Linked DNA regions of Mus musculus: region 2 is linked to region 1. Evidence: chromatin contacts called from public promoter capture Hi-C data. All regions are on one chromosome and are shown on one strand. The core of a region is the stretch at or near the end of the contact, and the rest is flanking DNA. Distances in the headings are between cores, read along the strand shown. Region 1 overlaps Pacs2 (phosphofurin acidic cluster sorting protein 2). Region 2 holds the start of F930026P19Rik (RIKEN cDNA F930026P19 gene).

Evidence for each region. Promoter capture Hi-C pulls out the DNA fragments that hold promoters and counts their contacts.
Region 2: a contact with region 1 is called in a promoter capture Hi-C map of macrophages, with 5 read pairs. The contact joins the promoter of F930026P19Rik here to the enhancer-like site in region 1. A contact is called at or near these places in 2 of 39 promoter capture datasets (embryonic stem cells and macrophages), 3 of 484 Hi-C or Micro-C datasets (CD8 T cells, the G1E-ER4 cell line and nephron progenitors), 8 of 115 datasets of contacts at active chromatin or transcription factors (craniofacial prominence, embryonic stem cells, extraembryonic endoderm stem cells and 3 more) and 3 of 9 other capture datasets (adipose tissue, liver and pancreatic islet).

What each region holds. Positions count from the first base shown.
Region 1 is chr12:113,028,106-113,035,406 of GRCm38.p6, forward strand. All of the region lies in intron 1 of Pacs2 (phosphofurin acidic cluster sorting protein 2), which reads left to right. Among named protein-coding and RNA genes, the nearest start is that of Pacs2, 17 kb to the left of the region's middle. Within about 2 kb of position 3,531, at least 105 of the 459 cell types and tissues checked have an H3K27ac peak or open chromatin away from gene starts, as enhancers often do. A contact at or near this core is called in the G1E-ER4 cell line, adipose tissue, liver and 3 more, where this site is marked.
Region 2 is chr12:113,136,832-113,143,447 of GRCm38.p6, forward strand. F930026P19Rik (RIKEN cDNA F930026P19 gene) reads right to left here and starts at 3,309. Exons shown (of 4, transcript NR_165646.1): 1 at 3,227-3,309; 2 at 2,459-2,568; 3 at 1,906-2,053; 4 at 1,524-1,824. Crip2 (cysteine rich protein 2) reads left to right here and starts at 3,405. Exons shown (of 7, transcript NM_024223.2): 1 at 3,405-3,783. The coding sequence starts at 3,741. It overlaps Mta1 (metastasis associated 1), which reads left to right. Exons shown (of 21, transcript NM_001364622.1): 21 at 1-375.

The sequences.
Region 1 (7,301 bases), core at 2,281-4,780:
CTACTTCGTGCTTTGTTTCCTGGAAAATACCTCCTCCCACCAAAAGGGTAGTGGTAACCCCAGGAGGACACCCCCACTCAATGCAGACATTCCAACTATCCTTATAGGACACTGTGTCTTGGCCCTGTTACTGGTCCACGTGACCACCAGTACACAAAGGCCTGAGGCAGGGGACTGGCCGGCCAACTGGAACAGCTGCACCACCAGCTGGGGAGTGCTGTGCTCTGCCACTACTCAAGGGTATGGGGAGGGGTTCTGCCCGGGGTCATCAGCACCACACATGCACTTAAAATAGAAGCCCAGGCTGCTTTGCTAAGTGGGGTGTGCTATTTGGGGGCTTCCTTTTAGGACGGTGGCTGTGACTCCTCCTCTAGCCTGGTGGGTGAGACACCTTTCTGTGGATGGTGAATTGCCCTCCATGCAGGGAAGACAATAGAGCTAGATGTCCCAATAAAATTGATTTTATTAAAGTCAGAATTGTAAAAAATGTCTGTGTATTGGGTATAGTAGTTCCTTATGGGTTTCCCTCTCAGCACGATCTAGTTGCTTTAAGGATGATAAAGAGAGACAGACATCGCTGCTTTCGCTGATGTGGGGCTGATGTGAAGCATTGGAGCCGCAGTCACGCAGGTGGGAGCTCTAGGCCTTGCTTCACTTTTCTCTATTTGCATTCTCGTGGGCAGACGGGAGAGAGTAAGATGGACGCTGTCCTGATCTGTGCTGCAGGTGCCACTGGGCCATCAGTAGCCCCGGTTGGCTGTACTTGGTACTCAGCGAGATGTGTCAGTCAAAGTGTTAGCTGCTGGCATTGGTTTTTGTTCTTTTGGGACTCGTTTGCCGTGTATGAACATAGCTTTTCCTGTTCTGGTTTAAGCATTTTTCCTTTTGCTGCCCAGTCCCTCTGGGATGGAAGCTGCTTGGTCACTCCCCTTGAGGCCTCATGAGCAGCAAGCCCAGTCCAGGCCATCTGTCTGTGAGGCCGCACGTCTCACCCGAGCTCTGGAGCCCAGCTGTTCATGGACAGTTGTTTCCTCTGCCCCCGTGAGCTCTGCTTGAGAAGTGTGGTCATTGTTCCCTAAATCTTCAGCCCTGAGCACAGGTGCCTCTGCCAACTGAGTTGGTGAGGCTCTTGGCTCTGTGGACATCATCACAGCGAGTGGGAAGCCCTAACGAGCTCAGTCCACCACGTTCAGGATTTGCTTATGTGGTCTGAGTGGAGGTTTTGCGGAGGCAGCTGGGTATTGGAGCCTCCCTGAAGGGATGCTTGGACATTTGCTGTGAAGCCCTTACTGTATGGATCCTGCTCTGTGGCTGTAACAGCTGGGCAAGAAGTGCAGATGAGGCATAGGGCCTAGCTGAGCCCTGAGTGATTGTGGGATCCCCGTGGCTCAGCCTCAGATAGGTGCAGGGGAAGTCGTGGTCCTGCATTTTCTCCCAGGTGGCCCTGGAGTCTGAGATTCTGGTGTGTGAATCTTTTACTACACAGTGGTTCACTGCTTACTCTTCCTCGTACGTCCTAGTTGAAGCAGATCTGATTTTTTTTTAAAGATTTATTTATTTATTTATTATATGTAAGTACACTGTAGCTGTCTTCAGACACTCCAGAAGAGGGCGTCAGATCTCGTTGCAGATGGTTGTGAGCCACCATATGGTTGCTGGGATTTGAACTTCGGACCTTCGGAAGAGCAGTCGGGTGCTCTTACCCACTGAGCCATCTCACCAGCCCCCCAGATCTGATTCTTAACAGTGTCCATCCTAAATATCTTTCTTCTGTGGGGTCAGGAGGATCTTATTTTTAGGGCATGCCTGGAGTGTGTGCACTATTGTGTTGCCTTCGTGCTGCTCCTTACCTCTACTGACCCATGACCCCAGTAAGCAACTGGAAGACACACGCCTGACCCTTCCTCGATCCTTGCTTTTCAACTCCTGCTGGTACTCTTGAGGCTGACCTGTTACCCCAGGCACCTCCACTGTGTCCTCCACAGTGCCTTGTATCCAGAGGTGTTGGTTTGTCTTACCAGGGGTACTGCCTTGTTGGAGGTGTTCCTGTATGGATCTGTATTGGAAGCCGTGGTGTAGGACAGTCAGCCGAGAGGGCTGGTCAGGCCCTGTGCTGCAAACTGTCACTTTGGACTGTTCTGCCCCAGCTGGTGCCAGCCAGCTGTGGAGGTGTTGTTAAAGCAGTCTGGGACACACCTGGGACAGGCAGCCTCGGGTGACTCCTTAGAGAGCTGAGCATTTGAGTTAGTCAGACCCTTTGGTGACACAGGAGCCTGAGAACAGCCGTTTATGAGGCTGAGGGGAGAATGGTTTACTTTGCTCAGCTTCAGAGGAGAGCACAGCTATTTACCTTGTGACGGACAGGAAGCAAAGAGCACTCCTGTGCTACAGGCTCGCTCCTCTTCCTTCCCTGTCCCACCTGCTTCCAACTGCCTATGGTGCCTCTCACACACCCTCATAGCAAACCTAGAGGTATACTAGTCTCTTAGGGGTTTTCCATAGCCAGGCAGATGATGTTGGAGAGTAGCTGCCACAAGGTTGAAGGCACGGGAAACAGCATCCATTCACACCCAGCACAGGGTGTCCCATTCTTTTTGATTGTTTTTGAGACAGGCTGTTACTTAGTATGGTCTGGCCTGGAACTGAATATATGGTGAGCTTGGCCTTGAACTCCTGATGGTCCTAAGTACTGGGATTACAGTTGTGTACCAACACACCTGGCTTGCATTCCCGTTGTTGTCCACCCTTCACCCTCTGCCCCATGAACTGCTGTGGGAGGGACAGGAGAAAGGTGTTGGCACTTCAGTCTAGAGGTCTAGATGTTCCCAGGCTGGTGGCTCCCAGACTCTCACCTTCCTGGTTGGAGACATCTCTTGTGGCTGCAGACAAGATGGTTGCTCAGGCCAGAGGCCTGCTGTTCCTTGTACCCCATGAACATTGCCACGAAGGACATGTCAGATGCCTGCACTCACAGCCTCTGTCTATGAAGGGAACCTCCTCAGGCCCTGCCTGCCTCGACACTGAATGAATGCTGGCTTGTGGAGGTTGTGGGTGACTTTGAGGTGAATGTGGCTTTGGGCCTGGCCCACACCGAGCCCGGCCTGTCTTCCTCTGATATGACCAGTTGCAGGGCAGGGCTCCCTACAGTGTCCTACAGCAGGGCTCTGCACATCTCTTCCTTCCTGCGACGTGTCTTTTCTCCCTCCGTAGTGCCTCCTAAAAGGTGGCCCAGATCATAGATCAGCCGAGTGCTGAGGCTTGTGGAGCCTGCCTTCCCACGCAACCCTGGGAAGCCTTCTCAGGAGGTCTGGAAGGAAACAGCTATCCCCACCACAAGGCTAACTGCAGCCTAGGCTGGCCTCTGTCCTGTTTGAAGCCCTAGTCTCCATGTTAACTCTCGCTGTTAACATGACAGAAACATCTTTAAGGAGGAAACTTGCTTTCAAGTTTGAGATGTTTCAGTTCCTGACTTTTAGAGCTGTGGGGAAGCAGAACAGAAAGGCCAAAGGGTGTGGTAGAGACTACTCGCGGGGTGGGAGGGACGGGCCACGTCAAGATGGACTCTCCAGGGTGACCTCTTTCCTCCAGCCATGACTCCTCCTTTCAGAGTTCCATAATCTTCCAATTTTGTATCTGCCAGTGGTTCATTGATGAGACCAGCCCTCTCATGACCTAGTAGTCCCTGGAAGGACCTCACCGGCCACTCCAGAACTGTGCTCTAATAATCTCTTAGGCATCTCAGTCCAGTCAAACTAACGATCAAGACTGTCACAACCTCACAATGGCATGCCCGTGTGTGACACAGGAGATAGAAGTAGAGGGGAGAGACACTCCCCTTCTGTCAGCCATCATGTGCACAGCACACTCGCATACCTGAGGCTTCTGGCTTGTGATAGAAGAATGGGATGGTCCCTGAGCTGAAGGATCCAGGCAGGCCCTGTTGATCTGAGGGCACAGCCTCCTGATGGCAGGATCCCAATTATTTGATGCTGGTGGCTCCTCGGTGGAATGGTGGAACACATGGCCAATGCAGCCCCACTTTGAGTTCTGTGTTCTAGCCTCACCCACAGAGCCCCTTCGGAGCTTGCCTACAATCCCAGCAGAGAGTACGCAAATGGCTCCTCCTTGTTGACTGTGCTGTCTGCCGCCTTTGCCCTGGTCCCAGGACTGAGTGGTACTATCTGTTCCTCTTCTCCACCACCTGCCTTGATGGGGCTGGCCTCTGATGGGGTGAGGTGGGAATGTAGTAACACAGTGGTTGGAGGGTATCTGGCCTGGTTACGGCCCGCTGACCCTTGCCTTCTATAGAAGCTGCCCTGGCCCTGAGTGCTGGCCAGTGGGGGACATTGGGAAGCACTCTTGAACTTCTTTTCTCATTAACCAGGGGCAACCAAGTCCAGATAAGGTCCAGGCACTGAGGAGAAAACTGAGCTGAGCCGGTGAGGCCGGCAGCTGCCCCAGGCCACACAGGTACATTTCTGGCTCGAGGTTAGCAGGTGCTCAGGGTGCAGTGAGTGAGCCCATAGCCTCTCGTAGAACCTACTCCCCCAGGACTGTCAGTCACACTGTGCCTTTTAACAAGAGAACTGGCAGACTTGCATATACAGTCCTGACACTTGGACACACACAGGGGTAGGCACCACCCTGCTTGGCCTCCAGGGTGCTGGCATGTGGTATTTCTCTGCCCACAGGGCATGAGAACAAATGGCCAGCTGCCACCACAGACCCAGCTCCCACGTGGCCAGGCATGCATGAGGGGGCTGCGCCTGGAACAAAAGGCCCTTCAGTTTTTCCTCCAACAAACATAGGGTCAGCAGGTTTGGGGGCCTGAGATTTAGTCCTTTGTGAGACAGAGCTCATAAGCTCTGTGTGCCATCACATGCCTGAGGGAAAGGTGGCAATCGGTGTTTGTAGAGGGCTGCCAAAGTGCTTTCCACAGTGCTGTCAGGGCAGTGCAGAGTCTGGGCTAGGCTATTCTCTGGTAGTGAATGGGCATACTTTGATGGAGGGGATCCTGGTCATGGCTGCATAGAGGACACTTCTGTAAAGCGTTCCCTGGTCAGAGCTTAGGCAGTAGGGAGTGAGGGCTAAGTAAAACTAGCCAGTCACAGAACAGAGGGAAAAGGACACCGGCTGCTGAGAATTGACATTCCGAGGCACTGTCCCCAGTCACAAAACACAGAGGAAGAAGGACACCGGCTGCTGAGAATTGACATTCCGAGGCACCGTCCCCAGGCTGTCCTGTGAGAACCTGCAGTAATGGCAGGGATGCGGAGAGCCACAGAACCCTTTGATGACCTTTTTTTTCCCTAGAGGGTCTTGCTGCCTGTGGTTTTCCTCCTGGGTACTGGGTATGCGTGTGCTTCGTGCTCAGAGACCTGAGCTCCTTGTCTTGGGCGCTCTGCTCTCTGGGGCTGTGGGTAGAACATTTAGAGTCACAGCGACAGGTGTGGCATCTACATGCCACCTGAGCTGACCAGCCCCTGAGGCGATGGCCCTATCTGCTTTGTCCCTCATTTCTCTACTTGGTTTGTTCTGCATATCTTTCTTTTCCACACTCGCCTTTCAACTGAGTGTCACCTGAGGCAGCATTCCCTTACTTAGCCTGGAGTGATGTCATGTCTGAAGGATTTTACCTTACCACTAGAAACCTGTTGTATGCGGATCAGCCCAGGGCTTTGCTCCCTGAACCTTTGTAGTCTGAAAGTAGCTCTGGAGCCTGCCTGTGCCATTCTGCCTACTCCTTGCCTCGTTTTCAAGGGTCATTGGCCAGGCCCTTGCTTACCCTATATTTAGCCCTTATAGAGGACTAAGCAATGAAGTTCTGGTCACCAAGCTTCATATACCCTGATACTAGGTTCTCAACACCCCTGTGGATGAGCCTTCCATACCTGCATATTCCTGAGCATATCCTCTCAAGGCCTCTGTCCATTGTTTTCTGTCACTAGTACTGGACAGTAGACCCCAGGGAGAACAGGTAATCTGACTGCAGTGATTTGGATCCCCAGGTCAGAGCCCCCTCTGGGCAGACAGGCTAGAGGGGAGGGGAGGTCCAGAGATCATCCAGAAGATGGAGAGGCTAGGACAGTAGGAACCTGGGGTGGTCCTTGGTGGTCAGGACACTATTAAGGCCTGTGGAGCCTTTTGTTTTAGAGTGAAAAATCACAAAGTAACTTTGAGATGAAGGCCTACAGGGCCAAGATGGATTTCCTAGTTGGTCTTCCTTGGTCAGCAGCCAAGGAGACCCCAGCTTTAAGATTCCCAGAGGAGCCATGCCAGGTGCCTGGGCACAGAGGACGGCTGGTCAGTTTCTTGGTCCCCATGTAGGTACAAATAGACCCTGAGTCCTCATCGATTGAGAGGGTATAGGTGAGAAAGGGTGGGTGGTTCAAGAACAGGTACATCCCAGGAAGTCCGCAATGAGCCTACGCTGGCTATTGTCACTGCTCTGCCTAGTTACATATCTGCTCCAAGGCCCCAGGGACTACTGAACTCTGCCTTGGCCTTTCCTGCCAGATGTACACCCTGCATCCCAGATGGGGTCTCCTGATCCTTATTGGGTGAACAGCTCTCTGAGAGGTCTTGTCCTTGACGATGGGTTTGTCTTCTCTCTCAACAAATTATACTTTTGTGTCCACAGTTTGCCAGTGGTTGTGTGGGGGTGGGGGTGTGTGGGAGAGAGAGAGAGAGAGAGAGAGGGAGAGGGAGAGGATCTTACAGGTTTTCATTTGTATGCACTTGTGTACATCTGTGTAAATGTATGCCCTGTATGCATGCAAGTGCCCATGGAGGCCAGAGAGGGCATCACATCCCCTGGAGCTGCAGTTCTAGGCAGCTGTGAACATCTTGAAGGGGTAAAATCAGGTGCTGTAGAAGAGCAGCTCATGTTCTTAACCTTTAAGCTATCTCTCCAGCCTCACAGGAGATTCTCAGTGATGTTCCAGCCCAGCCCTTTTGCACTGTTGGGGGGATTGTAAACTAGCAGGGTGGTCCTTTGGAAGATAGTATGCAGATAACTCAGAATTAAGCTTAGAATTACCCTTTGATCTAGTAATTCCATTTCTAATAAATAAATAAAGCAAGCAAGCAAGCAGGCTGGGAGGTAGCTGTGCATGTCTGTCATCACCAAGACTTTCACAGCAGCCAAGAGGCAGAATGGCTCACATGCCAGGCAGATGACAGATAGACAAATGTGGCCTATCTGCATCACATGGAGAGCACTCTGTCACAGACTATAACTTGGATGAACCTGAGGACAGCGTAACCACTTGGTGAGCTCCAGATGCAGTGAGAAACCCTGT
Region 2 (6,616 bases), core at 2,059-4,558, 110 kb after region 1:
CTCCTCTGGTGGACATGTGGGGAAGAAGTGTGGTCTAACTTATTCCGAGACACCGAGGAGGAGTCTTTTTTAGCTTTGTGTTTACTTTCTGGCTGGAGCAGAGCTGAGGAGCGCCCTGGGCCGTGTGCTGCAGGGCTTCTCACCCGGGGTGGGCTCTAAGGTTTTGTTGTGTTCTGTTGAAGGTGCCATTTTAAATTTTATTTTTATTACTTTTTTGTAGATGAACTTGAGCTCTGTAACTTACACCTGGATGTTAGGATTGGTGCAGCAGCCAGCAGCGGCCAAGCTGCCTGCAGGGTTGGTCCCCTGTCTTTTCAAGTAATTTTCATATTAAACAAAAACAAAGAAAAAAATCTCATAAAAAGGAAAACCCCACCAAGCCCTTCTGCGTCTTTTGTTCCCAGTCCCTCTCCTGGTTTAGTTAGGGCCATGAACCTAGGCTGCTCCAATACCCAGAATACCCAGGGCATCCCTTGGCAGAAAGATGGGCAGTAGCCATAGCTAGGGTCAGCTTAGCGCTGGGGGTCTTACTCAGGCTGGCAGAGAATATCACTCTGAGACCTATTCCTGTAGGCCTTTGGTCAAGGGCCTGCTGCCCTTCCAAGGGGGACTGGGCACAGAGGATGCCTTGTGCAGAAACAGTGTCTCACGTGCCACACTGAGAGCTGACCCTACCTGAGGCCCCACAACTTTTTTCTACCAGGGTTTTCTACCTGGGTCAGCTTGGCACAGAAGCTTAAGGTCCAGGGCCCACCCCCTGTGCCCAGCAGATCCCTTGCCCCAGCTGTCGGGCTTTCTGTGCTAAGCTGTGCTGCCCTGGCAGGTGTGCTTTTCTCAAGAATTTGCTCATATTTCTGCTCAGAAATCCTATCTCTGCCTGCGCTTAGCCTCGCAGGCCCAGAGACAGGTGCGGGCCTGGCCAGCTACGGGAGGGAGAGAGGAGGTCTGGCTCTGCAGGCCATCGCCCCTCAGGCTGCTGCAGCCTCAGCTGGCCAAGAGGAGGCTCAGACCCTTTCTGGGAACAGTGGAGTCTTTTGGCCCCTGCCTCCTGGCCCCCCTTGCCCTCCTCAGGCGCCTGTGATGTGTAGAAATCGCAGTCGGGATTAAAATAGAAACCATTTATGTTCCCACTTGAGATACAGATAAGGGGTATCTCAGCTTCCCTGAGCTTGTGATGGGGCTTATCGGGGTGACAGGCCAGGTGTCCGGGACAGTGCTGTGACATATACCCTACTCACGTCCCCAGGGTCATTGGGCTTCTCCCGGTTGCTCTGGCCTCTACCTTGTCCTCCACTACTCTCTTCAAGGGCCTCCTGTGAGTCCTTTTCCCATCGGGAGTCTGGGGAGCATGGCTCCATCGAGGTCCAGACGAAGCCCCTTCTGGCCTAGTTCCCTCAGCTTTCCACAGACACAGGTCTCTTTTTTACTGACATTCCTAAGTGGGCTCCAGTGCCCACTATAGAAACAGGGCCAAGACTATTGGACATGAAAGCCAAGGTGAAGAACGGGAATTAGACATAGGCTGGTGGTTCATGGGCCCAGGAAAGTAATCTACACTATCCTGAAGCCTTTTAATGAGAAAAACAGGTAGGACCCATTCTACAATGGTCAGGCAGTGACCCGAGAGACTGGTGCTGACTTGACGACCTGGACGTAGCTCAGAGCCTCCATTCCAGGCCTTACCATTCCTGGCCATAGGTTCCCACGGTAGATCTGTGACCCTGCCCTGGATGACAGGACACGTGAAGATAGAATTCCACTGTATTTCTTATCTTGTTGGGGCCCTAGAGAAGAGAGCTGCTGACCTGCTCCACACCACACCATCTACCAGGACACAAATGAGTCCATCCTAGCTGAGAAAGGAGGGACCCTGTCCCAAAAGGCACTGTGGAAGCCTCTACCTACCTCTTCCCTTGGCTGGTGTGTGTCCAGAGGTGCCTTTCTGTGCCTGCCCATGCGATCCTGTTACAGCCTCAGGTGTGGAGGTCAAGGTTACTGTTTGTCATTGGCCCGTGTGCCTTCCTGCCAGGCTCACAACAGCCCCATAGCCCTCCTTCATCATCCAGGGACCCAGCAGAGGAGGTAGGACAGAAGCAGCAATTAGGAACTCTTACCCGGCCCTCTCCATCCCCTTCTCGCCCTGGGCATCCAGCCAGGATTGCCCCGGGAGGGGGCCTACTCCTATCCACTCTCATTGTGGCCGGGCACCCTTGAGGCCTTTTTAGAAGACTAGCTGTGCTTAGCCCAGTCAGCCCTGTCTTTCACGGCAGATATTAGCGGTGGAGTGGTCAAGCAGGCTGGTACCTAGAGGTCCACAGGACTCCTAAATGGGAAGCTGGAGGGGGCGCAGTAATGGATGCTTGGGTTGGAAGTCAGGACACCTATACATTCAGCCTGAACAGGAACCTGGCTGTGAGCGAAGGGTCTGTCCAGGAAGGCTTCCTTGCCTGCCTCTCACCTTGGCTGGCATGTGTCCACAGGTGCCAGGGGGAGCTGGTCTGGCTGGTCAGTCAGGCTTGGAGGGGGTGGCACGTTTCTGGGCTGTTGTCACCATGGAAATGGCAGTTACTGCAGGATATGTGTACAAAGGAAGGCCACCACATGGAGCTATAAGAGTAGGCCAGGGATTACCAACATGCCTGGTACCTGGGACCACTTGGCTCCCAGTCCATGGGCTGGACACAGAAATGAAATGTGGGTCTCCAGCACGGCAGTGAGGAAAGTGTGGGAGGGGTTTCTCTGGAGTCAGCTGTCCATACTGGGCAGGGTCATCAGGGTTTGAGACTTGTAGAGTGTTTGTTCCCCAGGCCCAAGGCTCAGGTTGGGTCAAGAGGCTCAGAGAGAGGCCTGTAGGTCCATGGGAGTCAGAAAGTAAGGAGGGTGGGACGGCAAGCAAGCCCTTAGTGGGAAGGAAACTGGAAGGGGACTATTCTGAGGACAAGCAGGATTTCTGGCTCTGCTGCTCTACAGAATGCTTTGGGGCCAGCATTGTGGGAGTCAGAGACTCTTAGTCTGAGGAAGAGCAGCAGCAACCTCACAGAAGGGGGTATTAGCCCACAACACTTGCCGCGGAGGAAATTCGCAGGTACCCCATTCCTCCAAGGATAAAAGTGCCTTAGAGGCAAGTGCACCTGCGGCCCCGTCAGAGCCTGCTCTGGCTGACGCCACCCCGCCCCCACTCATCCCAGTGGTTTCTTAAGCTGTTTTTGGAAGTGGTGGCGCTTACAAGTGAGCCTCGCCCGCCCCTCCTTCAGCACCACAGACAGGACCGCGGCGCCCCGCCCGGAATCCGATGCTTCGTGCTTCTGTGCTGCGAGACCGTTGCTATAGAAACGAGGCAACAAAGGGAGGCGGCGCCGGGAGGCGCGAGGGGCGGGGGCGCGTCCCGCGGGCTTCTCGTGCCCCCTTCTACCACGAGCAGGCCCGGACCTCGAGACCTAAAGCTGGGGATCCCAAGTCCGTTCTACAGCTAGAGATCACTATGTGGCCATGGAATCCTCGGGCGATCCCTGTGGACGCCACCTCACTCCGGGGTAGGGGGCGCTAGGCCGGGCCCTTCCGACCCTGGCAGGTGCGCCCCGCCTGCAGCGCGCCCAGCTGCTGGCGTCTAGGGGGCGGGCTCCAGAGGCCCCGCCCAGGTCTCGGAGCCAATCGACGTCCGGGGGCGGGCGGGGCAGGCGCGGGCGGCGGCACAGAGACGAGCGCGGGTGGAGGGCGCGGACCGACCGAGCGCACCGACCATGGCCTCCAAGTGTCCCAAGTGTGACAAGACCGTATACTTCGGTGAGTATCCACCCGCCGTCCGCCTTCGCCTCCAGGCTCCTGGCTGAGAGCCACACCCCGGAATGTACACGGATGGGGTGCGCAGCCACCGTCTTGGGATGCGCGATCCGATCGGTAGCTAAGCTCGCCACGCTGTTTTCGCGGGTGCGGCCCGAGGCTCGAAGGTAGTGCTACGCGGGGCGAGGGATACCATCTGGGATTCTGGAGAAGCGGGTGGCGTCGGGTGGGTTCCGAAGCGCTCGGTAGGCACTGGTCTAGGTACGCAAAGTCCTGGTCGGCCGGGGCCAGGAGCGCCCTCCTGGCCACCCGCATGTTCAGCTTATCGCCCTTCTTCAGGGACGCTCTTCGGGGCGGGATCCAATGAGGTCCGACGCCCGAGACTGGTCCGTTGAGATCCCCTGGTTTCCGGCATCTCTTCACCTTATGGCTGCTTCCCAGCCTGCACATGGGCCCACTAGTGTGACCCATAGTAGTGAGTGACCCCAGTGCTCACTTCGACCTCTGCCCAGGCCGTTGGGCCAGGTCTGGGATTTCGGATTCAGTCCAAGCGGGGGCGACCTTGGCTTCTGCCTCTTACATGCCCCAGCTTGCTCCTTTTCTTGGCCATTTGCCTCTGCAGTTTCACCCGGGGTGGGGCATGGTGACACGTATTTCTCCATGAGCTTGAGAGTGCACTGGGTGACTAGGACCCTGGCCTCTTGGAGGTCAAGGCCATCTGGGAAGGAAGCTATGGTATGCAGGAATTGGTTCCTGCTAAGGTAGCCCCTGAAGGCAATCACCTTTATCAAGCATCCCCTGGTTCCTGATCTGCTAACCTCCTGGGGCTGTGTTCCTAGCTGAGCAACTTTGCCAGAGTAGCAGTATAGCTGCCACTGAAAAATAGACTCAGGGCCAGAATAGAGGAAGACAGGGACATGAAAGGACAGGGACTCTTATGCTCTTCCCCAAACAGCAGTGTCCAGGTCAGTGAACTTCAGATGACGGGAGGAGAGGAGAGGCCACTTTTGTTTGTTCCCAGAGTGGAGGGACCGGATTTGGCTTGGAGTTGCTCTGGGTGGCCTGGAGCCAGGGGTTTCCTGTTGCCTCCTGGAGGGGACAGATTGCCTGATTTCAGCCCTTTTCCTACAGAGAGATGTTTAACAAGCCCCCGAGTGAAGACGGTCTTCAGGGCCTCTCTGTATGACTTTGCTCCAGACCAGGCCAGCTCTGGACTCTCTGGGGCCTTGGCCAACAGGGCACCCGGAAAAAGCACTCTGCCTGCTTGGGCGCCTCTGGCTCTCAGCAGAAAACAAAGGCTCCTCAGAGTCGGCTGGCTTCTGTTCTGTGGGAAGGCGATGGGGGTCCAGAATAATGCCCTCTCTGCCCAGCTAGGCTGTGCCCTGGCAGTCCACTTCTGAGTAAACGCTAGGTCCAAGGGACCCCAGGGTGCTGTGAGTCCGATTTTTCTTCCAGAACACATGGCCAAGTAGGGAGACCATTCCCTTCCAAGCTATTAGACCTAATCAATGCTGTATTCCCAATTTGGGTCTGTAATGGGGCCATCGACCCAACCAGTGGGTCTGAGGGTCAGCTCCCTGCCCCATACATGGCCCACATCCCAGAGCTGGCCAGAACATAGTGGTTTTGGCAGCCTTGAGCTGCAGCTGCCACAGCCACTGATGACCATCCCAACAATCTTATCACTGTCCCAAGAAAGAATGCCAGGCATGGGAGCCAAGCCTGCTTGCCATCCAGGTAGCTCCTGCCTGTTCTGGCTCACCTGTGTCTTAGGAAAGGAAACTAAACAGTACTGTCCCAGGACAAGGGTCGGGTGGGGGGTTCCTGGGGAACACCTGCCCGTGTCCAGCAAGTTAGGGCTGCGGAGAGCCAGACTTAGCCACATGGAGGATCCAGGCTTGCTGCCCAGCGGCAGCACTTCCCAGCAGGGGGAGGGGTCTCTCACAGTAGGCTGTGCTCCCTGGCGTTTGCCAAGGTTGTCCAGAGGAGGCATGGCCCCAGAGGGACCAGTGGGCCGCTCTTGAGAAAGGAAGGCTGGAGAGCTGGCTGTTTCTGTTATCCTCTGAGTGGAGTGCCAGAGCCAAGCAAGCATAAACACCCCTCCCTCCTCCCCCGCCACTCTGGCCTGGCCCCTTCCCTTTGGAATTCCGGCTCTGCTTGCTCTCAGCTCAGGCCCTTCTTCCTGCCCACTTCTCCACCCTTTTCCTGCCTTACTCCCTTGGGGAGGCCCAGGCTTCCGTCCATTGGGATGTGGCTCGGCAGTCATTGCCCTGGCGGTTGCGGGGTGGGGTCCACAGCCCTCAGCTGCTCATCACAAACCTTTGGCGCCAAACTGGCAGCTGGAGGCAGTGGGTTGGGTGGAGTGAGGTCTCAGGGCTTAGGACGAGGAAACCAAATAGGGATCTTTCCTGGTGGTCCCGCGGCAGCCAGGACTGGTGTTCCCTCACCTGGTGCTGAAAATCAAGGGCTTTTCTCTTGGCCTCGGGGACTCTGCCTGGCTCTGTGGGGAGGGGGAGAGGTGTGAGGAGACGCACCATGAGGGTGAGGTTTTGAGGAGCAAGGTATAATAAATAGGTGCAGAGAGCAAGACACTGAGGGGTTAAACCAGGTGCACAGCCTGAGACCACTTTTTCGGGATGAGCAAGGACAAAGGGCTCCAGGATGGCTGAGGGAGTCTCTGTAAACAGTAGCCTAATCTCGGAGTCACCATGGGCGGGGTGGGAGTGGAGCTTGATGTCTGCCAGGGGATGTAAAATGCAAGGGTGTGGGACCTGGAACCTTCTGGACTGCAAGAAGAGGAGGAACAGGCACGATGCTTTGACCTCCTCCTCCTCTT